Regions from separate parts of the Mus musculus genome. Here regions 2, 3, 4, 5 and 6 are each linked to region 1. The links are chromatin contacts, called in public HiCAR-type, HiChIP or PLAC-seq and promoter capture Hi-C maps. All regions are on one chromosome and are shown on one strand. The core of a region is the stretch at or near the end of the contact, and the rest is flanking DNA. Distances in the headings are between cores, read along the strand shown.

Region 1 (3,992 bases), core at 441-2,940:
GCCTTGAGTAGCAAGGCAGGGAGCATCACAGTGCTTCCTTCCGAGGGATTAATAAGGATGAGAACGACTACTTTAAAGATTGGGTCCGGGCTGGAGAGATGGCTCAGCGGGTAAGAACACTGACCACTCTTCTGAGGTTCTGAGTTCAAATCTCTGCCACCACATGGCGGATCACAACCATCTGTTATAAGATCTGACGTCCTCTTCTGGTGTCTGAAGACAACTACAGTGTACTTATGTATAAAAATAAATGAATCTTTTAAAAAAATATTGGGTTCTATGATGGTACATGCCTATGACCCCAAAGGAACACTTAAGTGGAAGCAGGAAGATCAGAAATTCACAGCCAGCCTTAGCTACATAGTAAAGAGGTTAACCTGGGCTACATGAGAATCTGTCAGAGAGAGAGAGAGAGAGAGAGAGAGAGAGAGAGAGAGAAGAAGAAGAAGAAGAAGGAGGAGGAGGAGGAGGAGGAGGAGGAGGAGGAGGAGGAGGGAGAGGAGGAGGAGAAGGAGAAATAATAATAATAATAATAATAATAATAATAATGATGATGATGATGATAATAATAGGTAGCTCAGTGGTACAGTTTGCTTGGGGACAGCATGCTTGGGGCTCCTGAGCATCCCTGGGGGTGGGGCGGGGGTGGGGAGGCCAGAGCCACTGACCCAATCATGAACTCTTTACTCCAACGGAAAAGAAGAGGATCTACTTTTACTGACATAGTGTGATAGCTTTATACCTTACAGAAATCGTCAGAGGCACCAAGTTCAGAGTTTGCGCGACATTCTGGACCCAGGTACACCAGGATTACAGCCCCAGAAATCCTTTAGTGGTTCCTGAGACAAGGCCTTACTATGTAGCCCAAGCTGCGGGGAACTCATGCTACTCCCAACTCTACCTCACAACAGGCAAATGCCACCATGCCCTGGTGATCAGATAATTCCTTCCTAGGTAGTGAATGCAGGAGGTGGCAGAGGTGTACAAGAGGGCAGAGGGTCCACAATCTCCACGGTGTGGGTGCTCAGGGGACATTGGCACATTTAGCCTCAATACATACTTGCAAATTTTCTTCAGTTCCTTCATTTTCTGAGCATTGAGTTGGGATTCTCCTGAAGTTGTGAGCTCCTCTATCAACTGTGAAAGTTTCTGATCCATATCTAGAAACAAGGGACGCGGAGATGCTGAGTTAACATACAATAAATACTTCACGGTCTTAGTTTTAAGTTTATGGGGGACTCCAAATACTGGGGATTACGGCAAAGGCCCTAGGGTGTCTCTGTAGGTTGTCTCCCAGGCGAAGAAGGCTAGCCACCACATTCCCACGGAAGGCCATCAAGCCCTTCGGTGATAATTAGCTAAGGTTTTAAAGATGAGACTAACTCCGGCAGTCTTCGGTCAGCTGTGTGGGTGACGTTACCGCGGGCTAAGGGGAAATGTCACTAAATTTTAAGCAAACTGGCCGCACAAGAAACTCGCTCTCTGCAAGCGACAGTCTCTGGACAACTGCGGGGGCGACTGATCCGACCCTGCGGGCCGAGAATCTGACCAGCCACGACCCTCAGTCCGCCGCACTCGCTGCCTCAGGAGACGTAGTACCAGCGTCCCTCAGCCCCGGTGACACGGCCCGCAGGATGCAGCAGCTTGTTTCGCCCACCCCTTCCGGTGTAGACAGAGCTCTCTCTGTTACAGGCCCCAGAGAGCAGCGGGCACACACTCGCGAAGACCCGCGGCGCAGGAGCGGAAGTCACCGCGACGCGCCCGCTCTGGTCCAGTCCCTTTCAGATGAGGCAGCCACCCGTCTCCGTCATTTGCCTGGAGCGGCTCCACAGCGCAGGCGCGAGGACGCGGCAACGCGGTGACGCAACGCTCCTCCAGGGGGCGGGGCAGATCGAGAAGAACTAAGCGCGAGAAAAAGGAGGCGGGAGGGCCCGGCAAGTTCTTAAAGGGGCGGTGGCTTTGGGTCAGGAGTATGAGACTGAGGTGCAGAAAGAAGTTTTGATCTGGGGATCAGTTCTCTGGCCACCAGGAGGCTCGCGGCCTATGTACAGCCTCTGTATATCTGCTAAGAAAGCTCAGAAGGGAATCTGGGCGCAAGTCCGGTTGGGAAGGGTCGGCCCGCCTCCCTGACCGGGTCAGTTGTCCACCCCAGGACAGGCTATGGTGGGAGGCACCGTTGCAAGGCTGCCCTGGGGTAGTGGTGGTTGCACTGATTGGATGTTTTAAAATGTCAGTTCAGTCTCAACGTAGATGATTGTAGAAGATATGTCAGCTCTCGGCTAGAGCTGCTTGCTCCCTTCCTACAGCTTCACAGTGTTCAGGACTCTGGCCTCTACCAACCTCACGCTGCTTCAGCCCAACTCTTGAACGCACAGACCCCGGATACTGCCGCCTTAGCCGGCTCACAACTCGCTCTGCCTTTCCGCTGTCAGCTCCTGCTTCGCTTAGCAAAGGAGAAGCATACACCGGTCTCCCTGTGTATCCGGTTTGGGGTTCGGGTCTGCACCCATAGAGCGGGCATTCAGCCAGTTTGTGTGTCCTGCAGGACGGTCTTGAGCTTCTGGACTAGACTGTTAAAAGCATGGTGTGCCTACTGTCCCACCCACTTACCTACCCTTCCCTGAATCCGGGTCAGTGAACAAAGTCAACTGGACTCCCCCGACACGTCCGTCCCCTCCCCCCCCCTCCCCCGTTCATTTGTGTTGTGTTCAATATGTGAGGATCTGGCAACTCAACTTGTGATGTTTGGAATCTGAGCTCTTCCCACCACCTCTTGGCAGGTCCCAGTCCTCATACACTCGTGAGATTGATCGTGGACTGTAGTTTCTCATTTTACATGCACAGATTGCCCCCACCCATCCCACCCCCAAAATTTAAAGAGAATGAAATGTCTTTAAGATATTATTACATTTTTTTTTATTGGGGGGTTAGAAGGTGGGACCCTCCCTAGTATGATCAGGACAATTTCTGAGAGGTGGTTCTCTCCACCATGTGGGTTCCACTACTCAAACGGAAGTTGCCAGGCTTAGCAGCTGTGTGATCTCAGGAGTTGGAAAATGTCTTTTAAAGAAGTACAAGAAAAGGTTGTGTCAAGCCAGGCTTGTACATATGTGCGGCGGGGCGGGGGGGGGTGGGGGGGGTCCGTCAAAAGTTGAGCTTGCTGCAGACAGGAGCAAGAAGTGGCCTGCCAGCACTTCTCAGGGAGTCCTGGGAAGGAAACGAGAGCAGATCCAGACTCTGAGCAACTCAAGAACTGTAAACAATAAAGCTGATGAAAGGATTGCAAATCTCTTTTATAAGCCACAGTTCAATAGATTTTGAAGTTCAATATTGAGGAAAAAATTATGACAACAGCTACTCAAGTGATATGGAGGGAGGAAATGGTAATATATGTTCCAAGAGTTGTATTCTTACATAAATCGGTATACTACTTGAAGGTATATTGTGATAAACAGTCACATAGTATATGATGTCATTTCAGTTGATGTCAAACCAAATTCGACACCTAATGATATAGCAGATGTTTAAGTACATACTATGGTCACATAACGATGTAACTGCCTAATGACCCATTTCTCAGAACATACCACTATCATCAACAGAACCCCTAAAGTAAAAAAATTAATTAGATGCAACAGGGCAGAGAATGGCTTACTGACAGCATTTACACAGCTTGTGTGAGGCCCTAGATTTGATCCTGCAGAAAAGTGGGTCATCACTCCTAAGATTGCAAAGACAGGCCAGGTGTGGTGGCACATGCCTTTGATCCCAGCATTCAGGAGGCAGAGGCAGGTAGATCTCTGTGAGTTTGAGGCCAGCCTGGTCTACAGAATGAGTTCTGGACAGTCAGAGCAACATAGAGAAACTCTGTCTCACCGCCTTCCCCATGAGACTAATTTAAAATAAACAAAATGGATACAGGTGAAAACAGAAAAGGGAACAAAGAGCAGATGAGACAAATCAGAAACAAGTAGCAGATAACAGACTTAAGT
Region 2 (3,992 bases), core at 797-3,296, 1.9 Mb after region 1:
CTTCTTTCTTTCATTCATTCTCTCATTCACTCAAGTCAGGATTTCTCTACAATGTAACTCTGGCTATCCTGAAATTCAATAAATAGATCATGCTGGCCTGAAACTAACAGAGATCTACCTGCCTCTGCCTCCCAAGTGCTAAGATTAAAGGCCTGCATCACAATGCCTTATTAGCCCCAACTATCTTTTTCTTTAAAAGTTTTATTTTATGTAAAGGGGTACTCTATCTGTATGTACAATTACATGCCAGAAGAGGGCATCAGATGACATTATAGATCATTATGAGCCACCACGTGGTTGCTGAGGGCTGAGCTTTCTCTGAAAGAGCAGATAGTGCTCTTACTACTGAGCCATCTCTCGGCCCTCACCAACTATCTTTTTATAAGCCTGAATATCTATCATCCAAAATGTGGAGCTATACAATAACCTCTTGAATGTTTTGTACTTTGTGAAAATAGCCTGAGAGGTGAAAAAATATCAAATACTGATTTCTCAGCCAAAGAAATGAAGTAAATTTTTCCATGCCCTCCAGGTGATAATTAGCACTCAGAAAGCTCTCTCTCTCTCTCTCTCTCTCTCTCTTTCTGTGTGTGTGTGTGTGTGTGTTTAAATGATAAACGCAATAAGCAAATTACACGGTGAGAAAGAGGTGTATGTATAATGCCCATAATTCAACACTTTTACTCACTAAAGTTAATGACCCTGGGCTTGCAAATTACATTTACCCTACTTCAGCTGTAGGCCTTCTGAGCTGTATGATCAAAAGCACTTGAGGGTGCCACCTTCAGTAGTAGTTTCTTACCCATTCCCCACGTGCAGCCCAGCTCATCATCTTGACCACTTCTACTGCTCTTCCCTTCAGTGGTATTTGCTTCTTCTTCTTCATCTGAGTCTTCACCTAACATCTTCTTCTCCAATAATATCTGCTGCTGTTTACGCAATTCCTTCAACTGTGTTACTGTTAATTCAGATTCTGCCTCTCGGTCTTCCTCTGGTCCCTAATGAATCATGGGTAAAATATATACATATATGGATTCAGAAGTGAGAAAATTACTTTCTGAGACACAGCAACGTACACAGACCTGTGGGTCCAGAATGAGGCCTGTGCTTTTGTCATTGGTTACCAGAATCCTTTTACTCAACTAAACCTTAAAGAAACTCAGAATCGCCGGGCGTGGCGGTGCACGCCTTTAATCCCAGCACTCGGGAGGCAGAGGCAGGCGGATTTCTGAGTTCGAGGCCAGCCTGGTCTACAGAGAGAGTTCCAGGACAGCCAGGGCTACATAGAGAAGCCCTGTCTTGAAAAACCAAAAACAGTGAAGTCCCAAGATTTTTATTTTAGATTTTTCTACCTACCTGAAGGATAAAGAGCCGAGTGCTGCCTCCAAAGCGCATTACATGCCCGACGTGGACTCTACAGTAAGTGCGGGGTGGGATGCGAGTTTTGTTGAGGAACGTGCCGTGGGTACTTCCCAGATCGTAGAGATAAAAGCCCTGCTCATGACCCTCAGAGTCTCCGCTGGGATCCGCCCCCCGGTGCTGTAGTACAGCATGGTACCGAGACACGGAAGGATGCTCCAGACATATGTCACAACTAGCAAGTCTCCCGAAAAAGCAGCAGCTCGTGTCTTTCAAGGTGCGGGTGCCAAGGATGGTGCCACCCTTCAGGGTTTCGAGACTGTAGGGGGCCGTGGCTGGGCTGCCCCACGATGGCTCTCGGTACGGAGGAGCCCGGGTCGGACCGCCAGACGCAGGAGCTACCCGCGGGGAGCGGAGTTGCTCCACCGGTGGACCCCCGGTCTCCTGGCTGTCCGGCTGCGGTGGCGGGACCTCGGGCTCCTCACATCCAGAGTCCAGCTGCGCCGCGAGACATTCTTTCTTCACATCCTCAGAAACGGAGGGACTGGAGGCCGGAGCCTTACCCCGTACTGCGGAAGGCACTGGTAAAACCGGCTTCTTAAACTCGCTACTGACTTCCTGGGGAGCTGGCGCATCTAGCTGAGGGGTAGGATCAGCCATCCTTAGCCGGGTGCAATCTCAAAATGTGTCCCTCGGAAACCCCGACCCCTCGCTCTCTACGTTCCCGCTCACTTCTCCTCCTCCTTCCCACCTCCCTGAGGCTTCTCTGGACAGAAATGTTGGAGTTCCTCTTTCAAGACTCGCAGAGTTTTAAAGATGTGAATAGCACTAGGGAGTCACAATACCAGAAAGCGGGGAGAGGCTCTCAGAGTGCTGTGCAGGATACGGACATTTTAGGCGTTGCATGTAGGCTAGTAATAACTTCCTGTGGCAGAGGGCGATTGGGAAGAAGTGCTTCCGTGGCCTTGGTCCATTAATCAATAAACAAGGCTCCTAGGCTTGACCTAGTCCTCGACTCCGACCTGTCAGAGTCAGGCAGCCGCGTATACCACTCCTGGGGCAGGGCGGTGAGTATTTGAACTTTATTTTCTGGTTCCGGTCCAGAGCCACCCATTTTCCTGCTGCCTTGTAAATCAGACTTCCCAGGATCCTGTGGTCGGCGCCTAAGCCTAAGCCTCCAGATCCGGAGCAAGGAGTCCCTATCTGCAGCTCTCGAATTTATTCCTTTTATGAAGTTAGTAAAGAAGCAATTTATTATTGTTCATTCTTTTATTACTCGGAACAAAATATTGAGATAGCATGTTTAGTGGCTTAACAAACCTGAGCATCGAAACCTCTTTTCTTTTTTACTCTTTGTATTTATGATGTTGGCATGACCCTGGACAACAGCTTCCACATCTGAAAAATTGGAAATAGTAGTGTTAATTTGTCATAAAATTTATGGAAAATTGAACTAAGCCATAGTTAATATTATAACTCTTTGACAGAGGCCTGAAACTATACCAAGATGGCAGCCATAACAAGTGGGAGAATACAGATGAATAAGTCAACTAAAGTTAAGGTTCAGGGATAAAAGCAAATTCATGTAAATATACAAAGAAAGGAGATCTGTTGGGGGGAATGGTGATTTCAGGGATCCTAAAGAACAAATTCAAGTCTGATAAAGATGTAGAGGGTTCCTGGCAGAGGTCACAACTCAAAGGGTCAATTATAAAAATATCTCATGTTCTTGAGAAGCTGAGTGGTGGAGCTGGAGAGATGGTTCTGTGTGCTGCTCTTCGGTGGATCTGAGCTCCATTTCCAGTACCCACATCAGGGGAGTTCACAACCACCTCTAATTTGAGCTCCAGAAGGATCTGATGCCCTCTTCAGATATCCTTGGCACCTGCATACACATGGAACACACAAGCATATACTCAACCCCCAACAGACAACAAAAACGAATGTCTGTGAATGCATAGCCTGCCTGGTCTACAGAGCAAGTTCCAGGATAGCCAAGGCCTCAAAGGGAAACCCTGTCTCGAAATTAATAATTTAAAAATACAATCTTAGCAAAGGAAATAAGCTGAGGGGCCAGTTAGATGGCTTAGTAGGTAAAAGGCACTTGCTGCCAAGTCCGAATGCCCGAGTTCAATCCATGGAACCCACATGGTGAAAGGAGAGAACTGCCTCTCACAAGTTGTCTTGTGATTTTTTCATGCACACATACCCAAAATAAGTAAATGTAAAAAAAAAAAAAAAAGAAAAGAAAGAAAGAGAAAGAAAGGAACTGAGTAGTATATTGTTAGAGCTGAGGGCATTCATTTTGTCCAGGAAGCCCCTCACTTGCCTGCAGGACACTGAACTCACGCCTTTAAAGTAGCAGTGCCAGCTGCTGCTATACTGCAGTATTTTGCTTCTGTTATTCCCTCAGGACAAAGATCTTACACCGTCACACAATGTATTCATTTGATGTTTGTTGGACCTGAGGAGACATATAGGCAGTAAACCTGGAGACGTGAATTAAAGACGCTTAGTAAGCTTTTATTGAATGCTAAGCCACAGAATTCTGACTTTTTCCAAGCAAAAGAAACAAACAAAAAAGCTTGGAAGTGTAGCTCAGTAATAAAAATACTTTTGTAGGATGTGTTAAA
Region 3 (3,992 bases), core at 698-3,197, 1.8 Mb after region 1:
TGTGCTGTTACTTTCTCGTATGTGTGTGTCATCTTTGCCTCCCCACATAAGCCATTCGTCATGCCATTACACATCTGAAGCACTTGAAACCACAATCGGGCATGGAGGCTCACATCTATAATTTCAGCACTCTGAAGGCTGAGACAGGAGGATCAACCTGGACCACAGACTGAGATCCTGTCTCAAAACAAAATAAAGCCAAGAAGGCCACATTACTCCTCAAACAATGCCCCTGAAGACTACAGTATTTGTTGATGGAACAAGAAAGACAATGATGCTAGGTATGGTGGTACAGGCCAATAACCCTAACCACTTAGGAGGCTGGAGCAGGAAGTTCACAAGTTCAAGGCCAACCTGGGCAACTCATTGAGTCTGAAAACTTAGAAAAACAAATATGAGGCTGAACAGAATTCAGGAAGAGAGCTTGTGCCCAGCATGGGCCTAGGTTCAATGCCCAGTACTGGAGGGGAGAGAGGGTTATATAATTAACATAATTATCCATTCAGTCACACGGATTCAACAAGTCTCTATGGGGTACTTACTCTGTGAGGAGCCCTACAAGACACTAAGTCTGTGCCTCCTAGGGCTGAAATTATGGAACAGATGGACTGGCCCATAGGCAAGGCACAGGTCTAGCCTCTCAGTTCCAGCTGCCTAACGCTTAGCTCTGCAATCTTTCTAGTGCTTGGACTGACTTCTATAAACAGGCTCTAGGTTTCCATCAAATCAGAGCTCATCTGTAGATTCCTGCAGAAGACTCAGGCAAATGGCTCTGGTTAGGTAGAGCCAAACAGATCACCAGCCTGATGCTTGCTTTAGGAGCAAAGCAATGAACTAATAGATTCTGAGGTGAGACCAGAAGCAAAGTTCCTTTACACAAAGGCTGTGAATACTCCCTGGGACAGAAGGGAGACAGCACAGTCCTCAACTTACATCCTCAGTTTACCCAGTGCAAATGCACTGCTTTGCAAGAGGCCACATTTCCCACTGTGCTCTCTTCCCCAGTTAGTAACGGGTACCTCGGCTTCCTACCAGCCACAAAGGGAAGAGGAAGCAGGGTTGCTAAGCGACATGATCTGTGGTTTTGGTATATCAGATGCATTCTCAGCTTATGTATCTGCAACCCAGGATCGAACTGTCAATGGTAGCACCATCAAAGGACTTTTCCCCCAAGGTGCTCACATCAACAAAATAATTAACCAAATAAATAACCCCAGATCAACTCTTGGGAGATCAAACCCAAACACTGGGCCAATAAAACAAAAACCTTACTTACTTTGACTTGCTCTTGGCAACTTGTGTGTGTAAAGGTTGGAAGAAAGAAAAAAGATAAGGTTGTTATTTTTTTCATTCGAAGTGCTTATCAACATTAGTTGTAACCAAAAACACTTTAAAAGTATTCCCCACTTTACACTAAAATAACTTTTTCCTGGTGTGAGTCTGGCCCACACAATTATGAATGTTTTGTTGTTGTTGTTGTCTTGGTATAATCAACAGTTGTCTGCCATCTTAACATCGTTCTAAGTAATATCTGCTCTATCCCCACCCTTCTATAGTGTAAATATTTGTACTGCAACACAGCTCTTGTTTGAACTTTACAGACTGCAGCAAAGTCGCCTGAGATGCTAACTCTAATCAGGATGTCAGCCAGGAGCCAGGCAGCGGGGTAATACCACAGCGGCCAGTAGACATTCTTCGGACACCCCTGCAGAGGGCGACGGGGCTCCCGCCGCCTTCTCACCAGACCCGGAGGCGCGCCGCGGGGTGGCAGCCGCCGCGCCAGGTCCTCCACCCCTCCGGGCTCCACCTCGGGACCTGCGGGTCACCGCCTCGGCTCCACGCCGCAGGCCCTGCCGCCGCCTCAGACCGACTTACAAGAGACAGCGGAGAGCAGCATGGTCCACCGATTCTCACCGAGACCCGCCTAAAGAGCTCAACGACTACTTCCGGGGCATGCGCGGGTTCCGGTAGAAGGCTCAGGAAGTGGACAGAAGCCACGCCCTCCCCTGAAGTTCGGGCAGTCTCTGACTCAGTGATTTATTGGTAGTGAATTTTGTGGTATTATGGGAAGGACCCCCCCTCCATACAAAAGATAATACTGCCAAATATCACAATACCCAGATCTGCCTGGCTCCAAAACATGTAGCCTTTCCCAAGAGACACTGATCTATCTTTTTTTTTTTTTAATTTTATTATATATTTTCTTTATATACATTTCAAATGCTAGCCCGAAAGTTCCCTATATGCTCCCCTACCCACCCTGTACTGGGGCATATAAAGTTTGCAATACCAAGGGGCCTCTCTTCCCAGTGATGGCCGACTAGGCCATCTTCTGATACATATGCAGCTAGAGATACGAGCTCTGGGGGTACTGGTTAGTTCATAGTGTTGTTCCACCTATAGGGTTGCAGACCCCTTCAGCTCCTTGGGTGCTTTCTCTAGCTTCTCCATTGGGGGCCCTATGTTCCATCTTATAGATGACTATGAGCATCCACTTCTGTATTTGCCAGGCACTGGCATAGCCTCATACGAGACAGCTATACCAGGGTCCCTTCAGCAAAATCTTTCTGGCATATGCAATAGTGTCTGGGTTTGATGGCTGATTATGGGATGGATCCCCGGGTGGGGTAGTCTCTGGATATTGTACTCTGATCTACCATTTGCCCAGCAATATTTTTATGCCTGTGCAAGAAGTCCTAACTCCACCACCAGGGACCTCACTGGTAACTTCATCTCCCAATTAATAATCAGGATTTTATTATTTTTGCTGTTGTTTTGCTTAATTTGTGTGTTTATAATGACTCTCCCTATATTATAATTTATTTTTACGCCTGAGTGTTTTGCTTGCTTGTATATTTGTGTACCACTTGTGTGCCTGGTACCTGAGAAGTTTAGCATCATGCTTCAAATCTGGAACCAGAGTGTTATGATAGTTGTGAGCCACCATGTGGGTACTGGAAAGCAAACCCTACTCCCATACAAGAGCAACAAATATTCATAGTGGCTAAGCAATCCTCTCTGGCCTGTTGTTGTTGTTGTTGTTGTTGTTGTTGTTGTTGTTGTTGTTGTCTTAAGTGATCTTCTCAGCAATGCTGTATTTCCATTTCCATGTGAGGAATCCAAGGATAAGAATAACTAACTTGGCCAAGGCTGTTCCAGTTATTAGTGGAAAGTCTAGGTCTTGAATCCAAATCTTCAAAATCTGGAGGTCATATTTTAAATTTTCAAATATGGCAGGCATGTACTTAGTGCTAGTCTAGCTAAATCAGAGAGTTCCAGGTTCAGTAAAGATCCTATCTCCAAAAAAATTAAATAGGGTAGAGAGAAAGCAACATTGGCCTGTCCTCCACACATGCACATATGTTCATGTGTGCCAGTTCACATGTACACACATATAACACAGGAACACAAAAAAGATACCATGTCTCTTGAATGCTTGAATGGAGTGTGAAGGAGGCAATTACTTTCTCCTCCCATTAGGTACATCTGCCTGTTATTTACACCTAACACAGTGCTGGCAGCTGGTGACTTGATTAAGATGTTACTGATACAGATGTAATTCCAGATTTAGTTTTTCTTTCCACCTGAACTTAGCCCTCTATGCCTTATAAAGTGCAGAGCAGCAAAGGCAGCCAGAAAGGAAAGGTGCAGTTAGTTAGGTAAGGAGAACAAGTACAGCCTTTGTGGAAGCTGGAGTTGGGGAGGGAAGAGAGGACACCACTGTTTAACCCGGATCTCCACCCAGAGAGTGGATGGCGGGAGTGAGAACCCACACCTCATCCTAGGTGCACCTGCCTCGTGTTGGCAGACACGCACTTAGTGATGGGATTTGGACCTCTCTATGCTGGGAGGTCCCTGACAGCACACTATCCAGTCCACTGTCACACATACGCCCTGCCTGACTCAAAGTTGGGGAATAAAGCTGTTGTTCTTGTCCACAAGATCAGTGGTGTTAGCTCCCTAACCTATCCCTCAGACCAGGGAACATGGGT
Region 4 (3,992 bases), core at 435-2,934, 1.7 Mb before region 1:
TGGTGGCACAGGCCTTTAATGCCAGCACTTGGGAGGCAGAGGCAGGCGGATTTCTGAGTTCAAGACCAGCCTGGTCTATAGAGTGAGTTCCAGGACAGCCAGGGCTACACAGAGAAACACTGTCTCAAAACAACAACAACAAAAACAAACAACAACAACAAAAAAGATCTCAGACAATTGGAAGATAGCATCAGGTAGATAGATCTCTTTGAGAGTTCAAGGTGAGCCTGATCTACATAGTTGAGTTCCAGAGCTACTGAGTAAGATCCTGTTTGATCTAAACAACCAGACAAAGCCAAAATAACAACAAAAACCCCCAAACAAAAACAAAACCCTCTCTCCTATCTGAAAAGGAGACATTTTAGGCCGGGCAAAGTGGTGCACACCTTTAATCCCAGTATCTGGGAGGCAGAGGCATACAAATCTCTGAGTTTGAGGCTAGTTTGGTCTATATAGTGAATGCCAGGATAACCAGAGCTAACCAAACCAAACCAAAAATAGATCTCAGAAAACAGGTGCTAACGTCTGCAAACCACCAGGGTTCCAGATATACTGAACCCTTTTTGTGGAAACACAAAATACAGCTTAAAACTATTAAAAAAAGAAAAAAGCACCACTCCCCCCAAATATCCCCTACCCTTGTCCTCCATGTATCTCCCTATTGGAGACCCTTTCTGGTTGTACTGGTTAGTTTTGTGTCAACTTGACACAGCTGGAGTTATCACAGAGAAAGGAGCTTCAGTTGGGGAAATGCCTCCACAAGATCCAACTGTAAGGCATTTTCTCAATTAGTGATCAAGTGGGGAGGTCCCCTTGTGATTGGTACCATCTCTGGGCTGGCAGTCTTGGTTCTATAAGAGAGCAGGCTGAGCAAGCCAGGGGAAGCAAGCCAGTAAGGAACATCCCTCCATGGCCTCTGCTCGGCTCCTGCTTCCTGACCTGCTTGAGTTCCAGTCCTGACTTCCTTGGTGATGAACAGCAGCATGGAAGTGTAAGCCGAATAAACCCTTTCCTCCCTAACTTGCTTCTTGATCATGATGTTTGTGCAGGAATAGAAACCCTGACTAAGACACTGGTCATCCTTACCAGACGACTCTTCTGCCTGTCCCTCCTGGGCCCAAACTGCTGGTGCCTGTACCAGACTCCTGGGTTCCTCGAGCACCAGGTTGTCACCAGGCCAGGCCATGTCCCCAACAGGCTTGCTGGGCCTCACTATGTCCATTGGATTTTCTCCAGGGCTGCAGGTGCAGAGACTAGGCAAGTGCACAAAGCCTTCCAAACAGAAACCCCGGAGGGGAAGTGTCTGGGATGTGTCCCAAAGACGGAGCTGAGATAGCTGCTCCCGGGTTTAATGGCAAAATCATCTTCCGCCGCACTTCTTGTGTGATTACGAGGAGTGGGGCGGTGCATAAGTGCGCTTTCCCAGCTGCTTCTCCTTACAGCCCCGCTAGTGAGCTCTGAATTTTGCAGCCCCAGCGTGAAAATACCTTGGGATAATTGCTCTTTGCTGGTGTTGGGCAGGGCGGAGCCAGAGACCGAAAAGTGGGCAGTCATATGGGCGGGGCCTGGGGTGGGCGGGATCGGATTGAGAAGGGAGGCGGGGCCTCGCGGAGACCGGTTGATGGGCGGGGCTACAGATGGGCGGTCCTACAAGACCCAGTCCTGTCAGTCTGCTAGCGCTTCAGAGGAAGATGGCGCCTCGAAGAGAGAGGGTCTCTACGCTGCCCCGGCTCCAACTGCTAGTGCTGTTGTTGCTGCCGCTGATGCTTGTGCCCCAGCCCATAGCAGGCCATGGCGGCAAGTACTCGCGAGAGAAGAACGAGCCGGAGATGGCCGCCAAGCGCGAGTCCGGGGAGGAGTTCCGCATGGAGAAGCTGAACCAGCTATGGGAGAAGGCCAAGCGGGTGAGCGGGGCCAGGGAGACGCGCGGGGATGGGGGCGAGGTGCTGCGTGTGAGCGAAGGAGAGCAGGGCCCTGATTGAGAGGCCAACATAACCTCTGGGACGGGGAACGGCCTACCCTTTGTACAGCCCCCCTTTAAATGTCAGGTGGGCCATCTTGACCTCACTTGTAATAAGAGACCCATAGGCCCTAAAGGAACTTGGTGCTGGTGTCAAGGGCCTGTGGTTGCCTTTAGTGCAATTAGGGACCCTAAAGAATGAGTGACACCCACCCTTCCTAGCTGTGGACACCTCTGCCCAAAAAGCTAATTTTCCAAAGAGCCAATTCAGATGGAGGTAGAGGGGAGGGGGGGCACTTTCTACATGGGGCCAGACTTGGAAGTCTTTTCTTTATCTGTATTTACTCCAATGAAAGAAAAAAAAAAACGGTGCCCTGAGATAAGACTGTATGGAGATTGCAGAAGCCCCAGTTGCTAATGGAGCTGGTTAATTTGGGTAAAGCAGTTCCTTAGGGGATTGGAATTCCTTAGTATAGGTAAACACTACACCCTGTCTGGGGAATGCTGAAGTTAGATTTAGTAGCTATGCTAATCTCTCTTCCTTTTGAAATGGAGATATCCAGAGCCTGAGGGCTGGCCTGGAACTTGGGTCCCCTCCCAGATTACAGTCCTAGGCTAGGACTTGGGCTTTTGTTTAAGTATTCTTTCAGAGCCACACTATCTTCCTCTAGAGCTTGCAGAGGGTTGCCCTTTAGCCCTCCAGCTTAAACATTCCTGAGTTTGAGGGGAGAGTAAATAATTTGCAAACTAAGTGATTTTTTAAAATAAAACCGTGTAGAACTTTGGCCCTGGAGACTTTGGATGGAGAGGTAGTTGGGAGGTTGGCTTCTGGGGAAGGGGAGTGGTGCCTCACAGACAGCTTAGTGGCCAGCCAGTGTCTTTGAGAGACTGCTGCAAGAGGGGGACAAGTGTCCAGCCTGCAAAGGTTTAGGACAGCCCTGTGGCCTGGAAAAGCAGTTCAGCTTTCTGGGGGAAGGGTCCGGGAGCAGAGCTGGGAGTGGCTGTGTGAAGAGCATGGGAGCAGTGGGAACCATCTAGGGTAAAAGGCTGGCTGTCCCTGACCGCCATCTCCAGGGGTGTGCCCACGGGATGAGTGTGCTTCACCTGGGATTACCCAGTAAGATGAGGATGGGGCCACGAAGACATTAGCAGGTACCGTCGAAGACTGTTGGGGAAATGTGGTCTGCTGTCCGTAGATCCTGGGGTCTCTTTCACTCAGAAGGTGGCCCCCAGTCCTCCACATGCACATCCAGGTGACTTTCATCCTCACTCTGTGCCTTGGTGGTCTCCTGGACCTCCACCATGGCCACTGATCAGTGGCAGCATCAGATTATATTTCTGCTGGTTGTCCACAGTCTGATGTCACTGTGCGGACGGCTGCTCTCGTCATCCTGTCTAAGCCTTGGGCTGCACGTCATTCCAGCCCTCCAGCCCTAAAGTTCTGCAGGGGATTTGCGTTCACTTTTTCTGTTGAACGGAGGGGGACATTCGTTCTTCCAGTGGCTTCCCTTACAGGATGTCCTGTGTCTACTCCCTCTACTTCCAAGGAGCCTAGGCCTTGAGGACATAGGTTGAGTTTTGCTGCTTTTCTTTCTAGACAGGGAGGCTTCCAGCTGGGTCCTACCTGCTAGGTCACCTGAGCTCAGGGGGAGAGCACCAGGTTCTTATCTTTCATGTAAACATTTGGGTTGGGCCTTCTGCCCTTCGGGGTGAGGCCGATAGTGCAATCAGCTCCCATCCCTACTGTTTTAAGTAGTTGAAGTGCTCCCCTAGGCTTCTCCTGGGTTGTAGCCTTGTGGGGATTCTCAGTGATCTTCACTATCCAGGAGAAGTTTTATCCTTGCAGTTTATCATGTATGAGGTGGAAGAGAAAGTGTGGCAGAGCTCTTTGCCTCGCCCCATTCCCAGTCCACCTTTAGAAGAGCTGAGGTCTGTCTTGATACCCAAGGGAGTGGAGCCGGGTATGGGAGAGCTCTGCAAAGGCATGGAGCCCACCTCTATCTTGTGAGATTGGGCAATTTGAGACTTGTGG
Region 5 (3,992 bases), core at 464-2,963, 1.3 Mb before region 1:
ATCTCATTACGGATGGTTGAGCAGTCAGCACTCTTAACCACTGAGCCATCTTGCCAGCCCCTCAAAACAGTATTATTTTGAATAATAGTATTAATTCAAAAATACTGACAGAGTAATGTCTTTTCTTTCATTTGTTTGTTTCTTTGATGATAGCTCTAGTCTCCATAGTTCTACTATAGTAGAACTCATAGTCTACTCCATAGTTCGCAGACTATGGAGCCTAGACTGCCATTGCACAGAGGATCTTCCTGCTTCAAGCCTCCTCTCTCTGCTCCTTGCTCACAGGGGTTTCAAAGCCCTTAGTTTGGTATTCAATTCTGGACACCACTCACTATAAGAAATTTCTGACAATGTTTCTTGTTAGGGCTTCCCATATTGAAAATAGTTATATTGTCCAATTAAGATTCTTCTTCCTGAAAATCACTTGGAACGTAAATGGACTTGTGGGGTTTTTTGTTTGTTTGGTTGGTTGGTTGGTTTTTCGAGACAATGTTTCTCTGTGTCGCCCTGGTTGTCCTGGAACTCACTTTGTAGACCAGGCTGGATTCCAACTCAGAAATCCACCTGCCTCTGCCTCCCGAGTGCTGGGATTAAAGGCGTGTGCCACCATGCGCCACCACTGCCCGGCTAAAATCAATTTTTAAAAGGAACAAAAAGAAAAATCAAAAACATCTGTTACTCACTGGTTTTTCTCAAAGAATATACTTCACATTCTGTGAGGTGAACACACTGAAGCTTCTTAATAGCGTCTACTTCCCATGGAACCTTTGCCTGGGTAATCCTAGAAAGTGTGCAATGCATAACTTTCCATACTCTGTCTTTCAGATTAGCAGCGCTGAGAGTGAGATGGAACTCAATCAGCCCCTTGTGCCTGTTAGGCTAGCGCTACTGTTTCAAAACAACAAAAGTTAGCCCAGGATCACTGACTGACACCCGCTAAGCTGCAGCTCCAATCCAGAATTGGTTCCAGTAGAATCAAAACTCCCTTATTAGACAATAAGGTACCAAGGAATCAGGATTCTCTCCAAGGTTAAAGTTCCTAGGAGGCGCTACCTTCGGGGAGACGGGGAGCCCGGGGTGCACCCACCTAGACGGGCCTTCAGCAACAGATTGTTGGCCACGAAGTTCTCGAGTTCCATGATCGCTGTCCTGCGCCGTCGCTGCCGCGGTTTCCGACGTCGAACTTTTCGGAGTCGAGGCAATGGAGACGGGGAAGGCTGCGGGGAAGGAGATCCTAAACCCGCGGCAGAAGCCTCGGGGCATCCCTTGTCCTTTGAGGAACGCGGCTTCTGGACGGTGGCCCTCCGCGACAGCGACCGTCTCTGTCGCTTCTTCCTCCGCCTCCTCCGGGGTCGCCACAACTGCCAACAGGAGCGCTGCCGTCGTCGCCGTCGCTGTCGCCGTCGCGGTCGCCGCGGAGATGGGACACGGGTAGGCTCGCTACGGGTTCCAGCTCTGTTGCTGTCCCGGCAAGGGGCTTCCGCTATCGGCGCCGGCGCGCGGTAGCTCGAGCTCCTCTCAGCATCATCGCCCAGGCCCAGGGCGCGTAACTCTCTCCTCAGCGCCGGGTCCTGGGCAGCACTCAACCTTCGCCGCGCCCTACCCTACCGAGGAGCTTACAAACTCGAGAGCGGTCTCCAGCGGCGACGGCGACAGCTCCAGCAGCGGCAGCCGCAGCCGCCAGTTAACTCGCAAGACAGCTGGGCCCCGGCTAACGGTTTTCCTCCAGAGGGAGCCCGAGAGCTCCCCTCGGGGCGGCGTCTGAGGATACTGTGGCGGCTCTCGGGACACTACAGATCCCATAAGGCCCAGCGCCAGGAAGTCGAGGAAGTGTGGCCTCCTGGGAGTTGTAGTCTTTAATCCAGTAAACTGTAGTGCCTGTTTAGTGTCATCCAGGACTTGTGTACTTCTCGCGAAATACGGGAAGCTGACGCACTCATCGCGAGACGAAGCTGGGCGTGGTTTTACATCAGCATCCTATGCACGAGTTTCTTGAACTGCTTGGTCTGTACGCACTGTCGTCCAAAGTGTGGCGGAGTGAATGTCATGGGGAAAGCCAAGCGGACTGGGGCGCGGAGGCAGGTCCACAAAGCGCCCGCAGGGGCGTCCGGAGGCCCGGCGAAAACTAACCCAAACCCATTTGAAGTGAAAGTCAACCGGCAGAAGTTCCAGATCCTTGGCAGGAAGACGCGCCACGATGTGGGCCTGCCCGGGGTGTCCCGCGCTCGTGCCATCAGGAAGGTGAGGGGATAGGCTCTACCCAGGTTCTGCGTACTATGCCCAGTGGCTAGTGAAAGCCATTTGGGGAGAAAAAGATTTATTTGGCTTACACTTATATATTTCCATCATTGAGGAAATTAGAGGCAGGAGCTGATGTAGAAGTCATGAGGGGTGCTGCTTACTGGCTTGCTCTCTATAGCTTGCTTAGCCTGCTTTCTTAAAGAACCTAGGACCGCTGCTAGCACATAGGTGGGCCCTCCGCGGTCAATCACTAATTAGTAAAATGCTCTTTGGGCTTGCTTGCAGCCCGGTCTTATGAAAGTATTTTTTTCCAATTGAAATTCCCTTCTTTCTGATGACTATACTTTGTGTCAAGTTTGCCTTAAACTAGCCAGCAAAACGATCAGGACTGAGGCATAACACTGCCTCTCCTTTGCTTGATATCGAATGCGCTTCCTCTGGAAACCCTTCCTCCTTGGGATCTTCCAGGTATACATTCTTCTTGACTCTTCTTGGAGCTTTTAGGGCCTAAGAGTCAATCTCTTCTGAGCTCTGAGCTGCCCTGTACCACTGCTCTGTATGCTTTGACCATGACAGTATTCGTCCCGTGGATAGGGTTTACAGAGTATGCTCTTTGAATGTTTGGAAATTGTCCTTCCTCTGAATTTCATGAGCTTGTCCCTTGGGAAGTCACTGGAATAGTACCTTTTGGGGATAACCTCATAGCTTCCATCCTTGTTCTTATGGCCCCATCTCAAGAGTATATTGTACCTTCCTTTCAAAACCAGTTCAACAAATGGCATTCTCTATGTAACTGCTGACGTTCGTTTGACTTTAAAAAATAAAAGTTTGTGAGTGCCGTTTGTGCTGTGGCTTTAATCTCTGGGGAATCGGAGACAGGTGGATCTCTGAGTTTAAGGGCTTTATGGTGAGACTCAAAACTTCCAGTTGAGTCTCAAAAAATAAATAAAAGAAATGAGTAAGTAAAAGGCAATTCATGGTTACTTTGAGAAAATTAATAGGTTAGACTTATTGGTAATGTTTGTAAAGGGGATAAGTAAGACCTAGCCTTTGCCCTTCACAGCTACAAATCTGTACTTTGTTACAAAGGATCCAGTTTACATGAGATCTTTAGATTGAAGGAAATTTCTTTTTTAAAAAAACTTAATTACTAATTTTATTTTAAATTTAATTTAAATTTTATTTTTAATACATTTATATTATAAATAATAAATAAATAAATAATAACCTCACCACTATGGTATTTGATCACATCTGGGTCTGTCCTTAAAGGGAATCGCATTGTAACTTTGTAAGGAAATTTCTTTTTCTTTTTGCTCTTTCGAGACAGTGTTTCTCTGTGTAGCCCTGGCTGTCTTGGGAACTCACTCTGTAGACCAGGCTGACTTGGAACTCAGAAATCCGCCTGCCTCTGCCTCCCAAGTGCTGGGATCAAAGGTGTGCGCCACCACTGCCCAGCAGGAAATTTCTTTTGAATTGGGTAAAATATCCATACTGCAAGGAGCTGACACTGTCCTGTGTATGTCCTGTATGTGGTTCAATGCATGCATTATAAAAAATACAAATGACTGTCTAATAATTCACCAGTATAAACTATAGGCCAAGGATGGCAGAGAGGACATTTGAAAATAGAATAATGTGGCATCTAACAGAACCACATCAGCTGTTTCTAATTAAGCCTTGAGTTTCATGCAGTATACCTGCCACATGTACTGGTTATTAGCATTAAATAAAGTGGCAAACTGTATTCT
Region 6 (3,992 bases), core at 828-3,327, 1.1 Mb before region 1:
ACTCGACATTAACTTTTGATCTCTACACACATACACCCACACGTGCATGCTATATATACATACACACATATCACACACATATCGCACACTCACACATACATGTATAGTATATATGCTCATATACATATCATGCACACATGCATGTTACACACACACACACACACACATTTTAAAAAAGACTCCCAAGTGTTAGCAGCTTGAAGCAATATCACGTCTTTGTTACTTTGTCAGGAGCCTGGAGTACATGGTTATAGAGGTCAAGTACTCCCTGTTGTGCAGAGCTTGCCCATATGCACAGGTACTGGAAACAGGACTCCTTTTGTTGTTGATTTGGTTTTTCAAGACAGGGTTTCTCTGTTAGCCCTAGCTGTTTTGGAACTCAATCTGTAGACGAGGCTGGCCTCAAACTCACAGAGATCCATCCACCTGCCTCTGCCTCCAGAGTGCTGGGGATTAAAAGCACGTGCTACCACTGCCTTCCAAGAGTAGACCTTTTTAGAGGATGGTTATCTCAATTATGTGCAACTACATAAAATCAAAGCTTTTGAACTCCAAACACATGTGGCCCAGAAGCATTTGAATAAATGTCTTTGTTGTTTGATTCATATTTTGCACTTCACAACCAGGCTCAAAAGCACTTGAGTGGTCTACTAGGCTACACACAGGAATAGTAGTGAAGAGTTAAAGCCACATATCAGCTCTGGGCCAGGGTTCTTCTGTGTGATATCCACTCCCACACCCACTTCCCCTTCATCCCACAACTGCCTCAGTCAATCAAGATGACCCTGCATGACCATAGCAATGACTGTGCTGGACAATCATTTAATCATGGAAGTTTGGATGAGAACAGCTCCCATAGACTCATGTTTGGATACTTGGTCCCCAGTTGGTGACTCATGTAAGGTTAGAAAGGATTTCAAAGTATGGCCTGTTGGAAGAGCTGTGCCATTATGGGCAGAGAGATTCTGAGGTTTCAGCTTGCCCTCTGCTTCCTGATTTGTAATCAAGATGTGAGCTATCAGCTTTAAACATCTGACCCTTTATCCCAAGTAATGCTTCTTCTATACGCTGCCTTGGTCCTGGCATTTTGTCACACTAATAGAAAAGAAATACGCACTCATTCTCTAGTTCCACAACACCCCTACCAGGTAGGGAAGGAAGCAACTGTGACCCATCTTTTCTGAGCAGAAGTTTTGGGCTGGAAGGGCTAAGAAGGAACTGAACATAAGTGAGCCAGGTCTGTGACTCCCAGTATCCATCCCATACATTCTTGGCGAGGTCTGGCTTTGCTTATAGTTTTATACTTGCAAGTGAGTGTGTTCCTGCAGGCTCAACCAGAGCTTGCCTGTGAGCAGACAGGGTATTGAGAGTAGAAGACTGAGCAGAAAAGGAGACACACATCCTCACATAGGGAGGGGACCTCCATGAGATCTTAGCAATGAGCCATTGAAAGATTCTCACGGAGGAGAGACTTCCCAGTGGAAAAACAGTGTTCATATGGAAACTGTGGGAAGGAAAGGGTGGGCACCCTCTTGTCTTCTGCTAGAACAGCTTCTAGCGCTAAGGCCATCCTAACGCGAATTTAGGGGCATGCTGGGGTTTGGTGGCTGGCTCTGGGCTCCATCATGTACTCTGGATGGGAACACCTTTCTGGGTCAGTGTCCCTCTATGAAGAAACGCATGTCAAGTCCCGGAAGAGGAAGGAGCCCAGCCAATGAAACCTGACCACACTCTACGTCCCATGTTTGAAGTCCTTTGATTTATTTGCTTTTCTTCAGCTGCTGTACCAGAGGATACCTAACCCCAAACCCTGGTCGCAGATGGGGTCTGACTCCAGGAAAATTCCTCAGACGCAGGGAATAGAGCAGACAGCACCTAGAATGGAGCTGGTGTGTCAAGAGAAAGTGAGATCATAGAGTAGGAGGGACCAGCTGTGGGAGGGGACGGAGTCAGACTCCCGGCAGTGGGAGAGGCGGAGCCAGCTGTAGGCGGGGCGGAGTCAGACTCCGGGCCATGGACGAGGCGGAGCCAGCTGTGGGCGGGGGCGGATTAGGCTCTGGGAGTGGGCGGGGCGGGAAACGTTCCGGGAAGGCTGGTTTTCGCTCCCCCTGTGTGGAGAAGTTGGAGACGCCCAAGTCCCCACGGAAGGCCTACAGCCATGTCGTCTGGGGACCCAAGGTCTGGTAGACAGGACGGGGCCCCGCGTGCGGCCGCAGCGCTCTGTGGCCTGTACCACGAGGCCGGCCAGCAACTACAGCGCCTGAAGGATCAGCTGGCCGCGCGTGACGCCCTCATCGCGAGCCTCCGCACCCGCCTCGCGGCTCTGGAAGGGCACACGGCGCCGTCACTCGTGGACGCACTTCTGGATCAGGTGGAGCGCTTCCGTGAGCAGCTGCGACGACAGGAGGAAGGCGCTTCGGAGACCCAGCTGCGGCAGGTGCGGGGCGGGCGGGAGCTGCTGCGCAAGGCGGCCTGGGGAACTTGTTGGAGCGAGTGACGTGGAGTCCAGAGATGCGCGAGGTCTTGAGGGTCGCGAGGATATGAAGCTCGAGGTGCGGGTCTGAAGAGCTCGAGGTCTGAGCATAGTGGTTTAGGGGTGCGCTGGGGTTTGAAAGGAGCTGGGTTATGAGGGATACGAGATCCTGAGACTAGTGGGTCCTGAGGTTTCAGGGTCTGAAGGGCGTGGGGATCAGAGGCGCAGGTAATCCTGTTGGATTAGGGTCTGAAGGTAAGAGTCTGGGTAGTTCAGGGTATTGAGCAGTTCGGGATTCATTCGTAGGCTCAGGGGATATGCCAGAGGTGAGCAGGAGTCTCTGGGGCTCGGGGTTCTGGTGAGCAACAGGGTGGTAGGGGTGTGACTGTTTGAGGAGTACCAAGTCCTGACGTCCTGCTGAGGTTATGAGCACTTCTGAGGGACTTGTAATAGAGGTTAATTTGGGACAGACCCCCTGGGTCTCTCGACTTTGAGGGGTACTGCTGTGGGAAACTTACTCATGAAGTTTTGTGGGGGACAGGGTTCTGCGGAATGTGAGGGATCCTGGAGTGCAGGGATCTTGTGGGGCATAATGTTCTGAGGTAGCCTCGAACACGTGGTTCTGTTGGTAGTAAGCTTCTCCAATATGTACTCATATTATTAGTAATATTATTATATTAGTCCCAAAGGGGTGTGTAGCTGTTTTAATCACTGCCTTATTTGCGTTAAAGAGATACCATGACTAAGGCAACTCTTATAAAAGAAAGTATTTAATTGAGGGCTGGCTTACAGTTTCAGAGGGTCAGTCCATTATCATCATGGTGGGGAGTATGGTAGCTTGCAGGCAAGCTTGGTGCTGGAGAAGTAGCTGAGAGCTACATCCTGATCCACTGGCAGAGAGACGTCCACTAGGCCTGGTGCGGGCTTTTGAAACCTCAAAGCCCATCCCTAGTGACACAGTTCCTCCAACAAGGCCACATGTCCTATTCCTTCTCAAATTGTGCTACTATCTGATGATGAAAAAATGCAAATATATGAACCTGTGGGGGCATTCTCATTCAAGCAACAACAGTGGGGGCACCAGGCTTGACTAAGATGGAATTCTGAGGAGGGGTGGTGTTCAGGGTTCTGTGGGACAGACACTAGAGGCTCTAAAGGACATGAGCGAAGCATGGGGCCAAAAGGGTCTCAAGGATATCCTGACAGGCATTGCCCTTTGAGGACTGTGTTCAGGTTCCAGTGTGTGTGTGTTGGGTATGAGGAGGCAGTATAGGTCTTGGTTCTTGGGTTCTGTGTTAGGGAGGTCTTCTGTGGAATGTGGGGTTCTGAATCTTGAGGAGGGTGCCAGGGGCCTGAGAGATGCATAGGGCTCCTAAGGATGGTGCTCTGAGAAAGAAGACCCATGGTTTTGGTTGGTGGCATTTTAGTATTATGTGGGAAGAAGTGACAGGTGCCAGTCTGATAATATGTGAATTCTTATTTGGCTCTCCTTGTCATTTGGTATCATTTGGTTCCTGTG

The links. Promoter capture Hi-C pulls out the DNA fragments that hold promoters and counts their contacts. HiCAR-type assays count read pairs that join an accessible place to other places. HiChIP or PLAC-seq counts read pairs in DNA pulled down with a chosen protein or histone mark. Capture Hi-C pulls out chosen DNA fragments and counts their contacts.
Region 2: a contact with region 1 is called in an H3K27ac HiChIP or PLAC-seq map of regulatory T cell precursor, with 8 times the contacts expected there. The contact joins the promoter of Slc4a1ap here to the promoter of Uvssa in region 1. A contact is called at or near these places in 2 of 39 promoter capture datasets (liver and pre-B cells), 1 of 484 Hi-C or Micro-C datasets (B cells), 2 of 115 datasets of contacts at active chromatin or transcription factors (astrocytes and regulatory T cell precursor) and 1 of 9 other capture datasets (liver).
Region 3: a contact with region 1 is called in a HiCAR-type map of astrocytes, with 2.5 times the contacts expected there. The contact joins the promoter of Mrpl33 here to the promoter of Uvssa in region 1. A contact is called at or near these places in 1 of 39 promoter capture datasets (liver) and 1 of 115 datasets of contacts at active chromatin or transcription factors (astrocytes).
Region 4: a contact with region 1 is called in a promoter capture Hi-C map of liver, with 3 times the contacts expected there. The contact joins the promoter of Lrpap1 here to the promoter of Uvssa in region 1. A contact is called at or near these places in 1 of 39 promoter capture datasets (pre-B cells), 1 of 484 Hi-C or Micro-C datasets (CD4 T cells) and 2 of 9 other capture datasets (adipose tissue and liver).
Region 5: a contact with region 1 is called in an H3K27ac HiChIP or PLAC-seq map of thymic regulatory T cells, with 6 times the contacts expected there. The contact joins the promoter of Grk4 here to the promoter of Uvssa in region 1. A contact is called at or near these places in 3 of 39 promoter capture datasets (liver and pre-B cells), 2 of 484 Hi-C or Micro-C datasets (CD4 T cells and cardiomyocytes), 3 of 115 datasets of contacts at active chromatin or transcription factors (astrocytes, double positive thymocytes and thymic regulatory T cells) and 2 of 9 other capture datasets (adipose tissue and liver).
Region 6: a contact with region 1 is called in a promoter capture Hi-C map of liver, with 2.2 times the contacts expected there. The contact joins the promoter of Tnip2 here to the promoter of Uvssa in region 1. A contact is called at or near these places in 2 of 39 promoter capture datasets (liver and pre-B cells) and 1 of 484 Hi-C or Micro-C datasets (B cells).

Annotation. Positions count from the first base shown.
Region 1 is chr5:33,376,394-33,380,385 of GRCm38.p6, reverse strand. Uvssa (UV stimulated scaffold protein A) reads right to left here and starts at 1,690. Exons shown (of 14, transcript NM_001081101.2): 1 at 1,384-1,690; 2 at 1,061-1,160. The coding sequence starts at 1,158.
Region 2 is chr5:31,525,049-31,529,040 of GRCm38.p6, reverse strand. It overlaps Slc4a1ap (solute carrier family 4 (anion exchanger), member 1, adaptor protein), which reads right to left and starts at 2,046. Exons shown (of 14, transcript NM_001347328.1): 1 at 1,357-2,046; 2 at 803-998. The coding sequence starts at 2,019. Supt7l (SPT7-like, STAGA complex gamma subunit) reads left to right here and starts at 2,279. Exons shown (of 5, transcript NM_028150.2): 1 at 2,279-2,426.
Region 3 is chr5:31,611,906-31,615,897 of GRCm38.p6, reverse strand. Mrpl33 (mitochondrial ribosomal protein L33) reads right to left here and starts at 1,947. Exons shown (of 4, transcript NM_025796.3): 1 at 1,876-1,947; 2 at 1,277-1,295. The coding sequence starts at 1,897. The region is part of intron 2 of Gm38424 (a long non-coding RNA gene); the gene reads right to left.
Region 4 is chr5:35,103,391-35,107,382 of GRCm38.p6, reverse strand. It overlaps Lrpap1 (low density lipoprotein receptor-related protein associated protein 1), which reads left to right and starts at 1,684. Exons shown (of 8, transcript NM_013587.3): 1 at 1,684-1,904. The coding sequence starts at 1,692.
Region 5 is chr5:34,658,100-34,662,091 of GRCm38.p6, reverse strand. Grk4 (G protein-coupled receptor kinase 4) reads right to left here and starts at 1,713. Exons shown (of 16, transcript NM_019497.2): 1 at 1,088-1,713. The coding sequence starts at 1,139. Nop14 (NOP14 nucleolar protein) reads left to right here and starts at 1,944. Exons shown (of 18, transcript NM_029278.2): 1 at 1,944-2,241. The coding sequence starts at 2,047.
Region 6 is chr5:34,512,064-34,516,055 of GRCm38.p6, reverse strand. It overlaps Tnip2 (TNFAIP3 interacting protein 2), which reads left to right and starts at 2,077. Exons shown (of 6, transcript NM_139064.2): 1 at 2,077-2,437. The coding sequence starts at 2,159.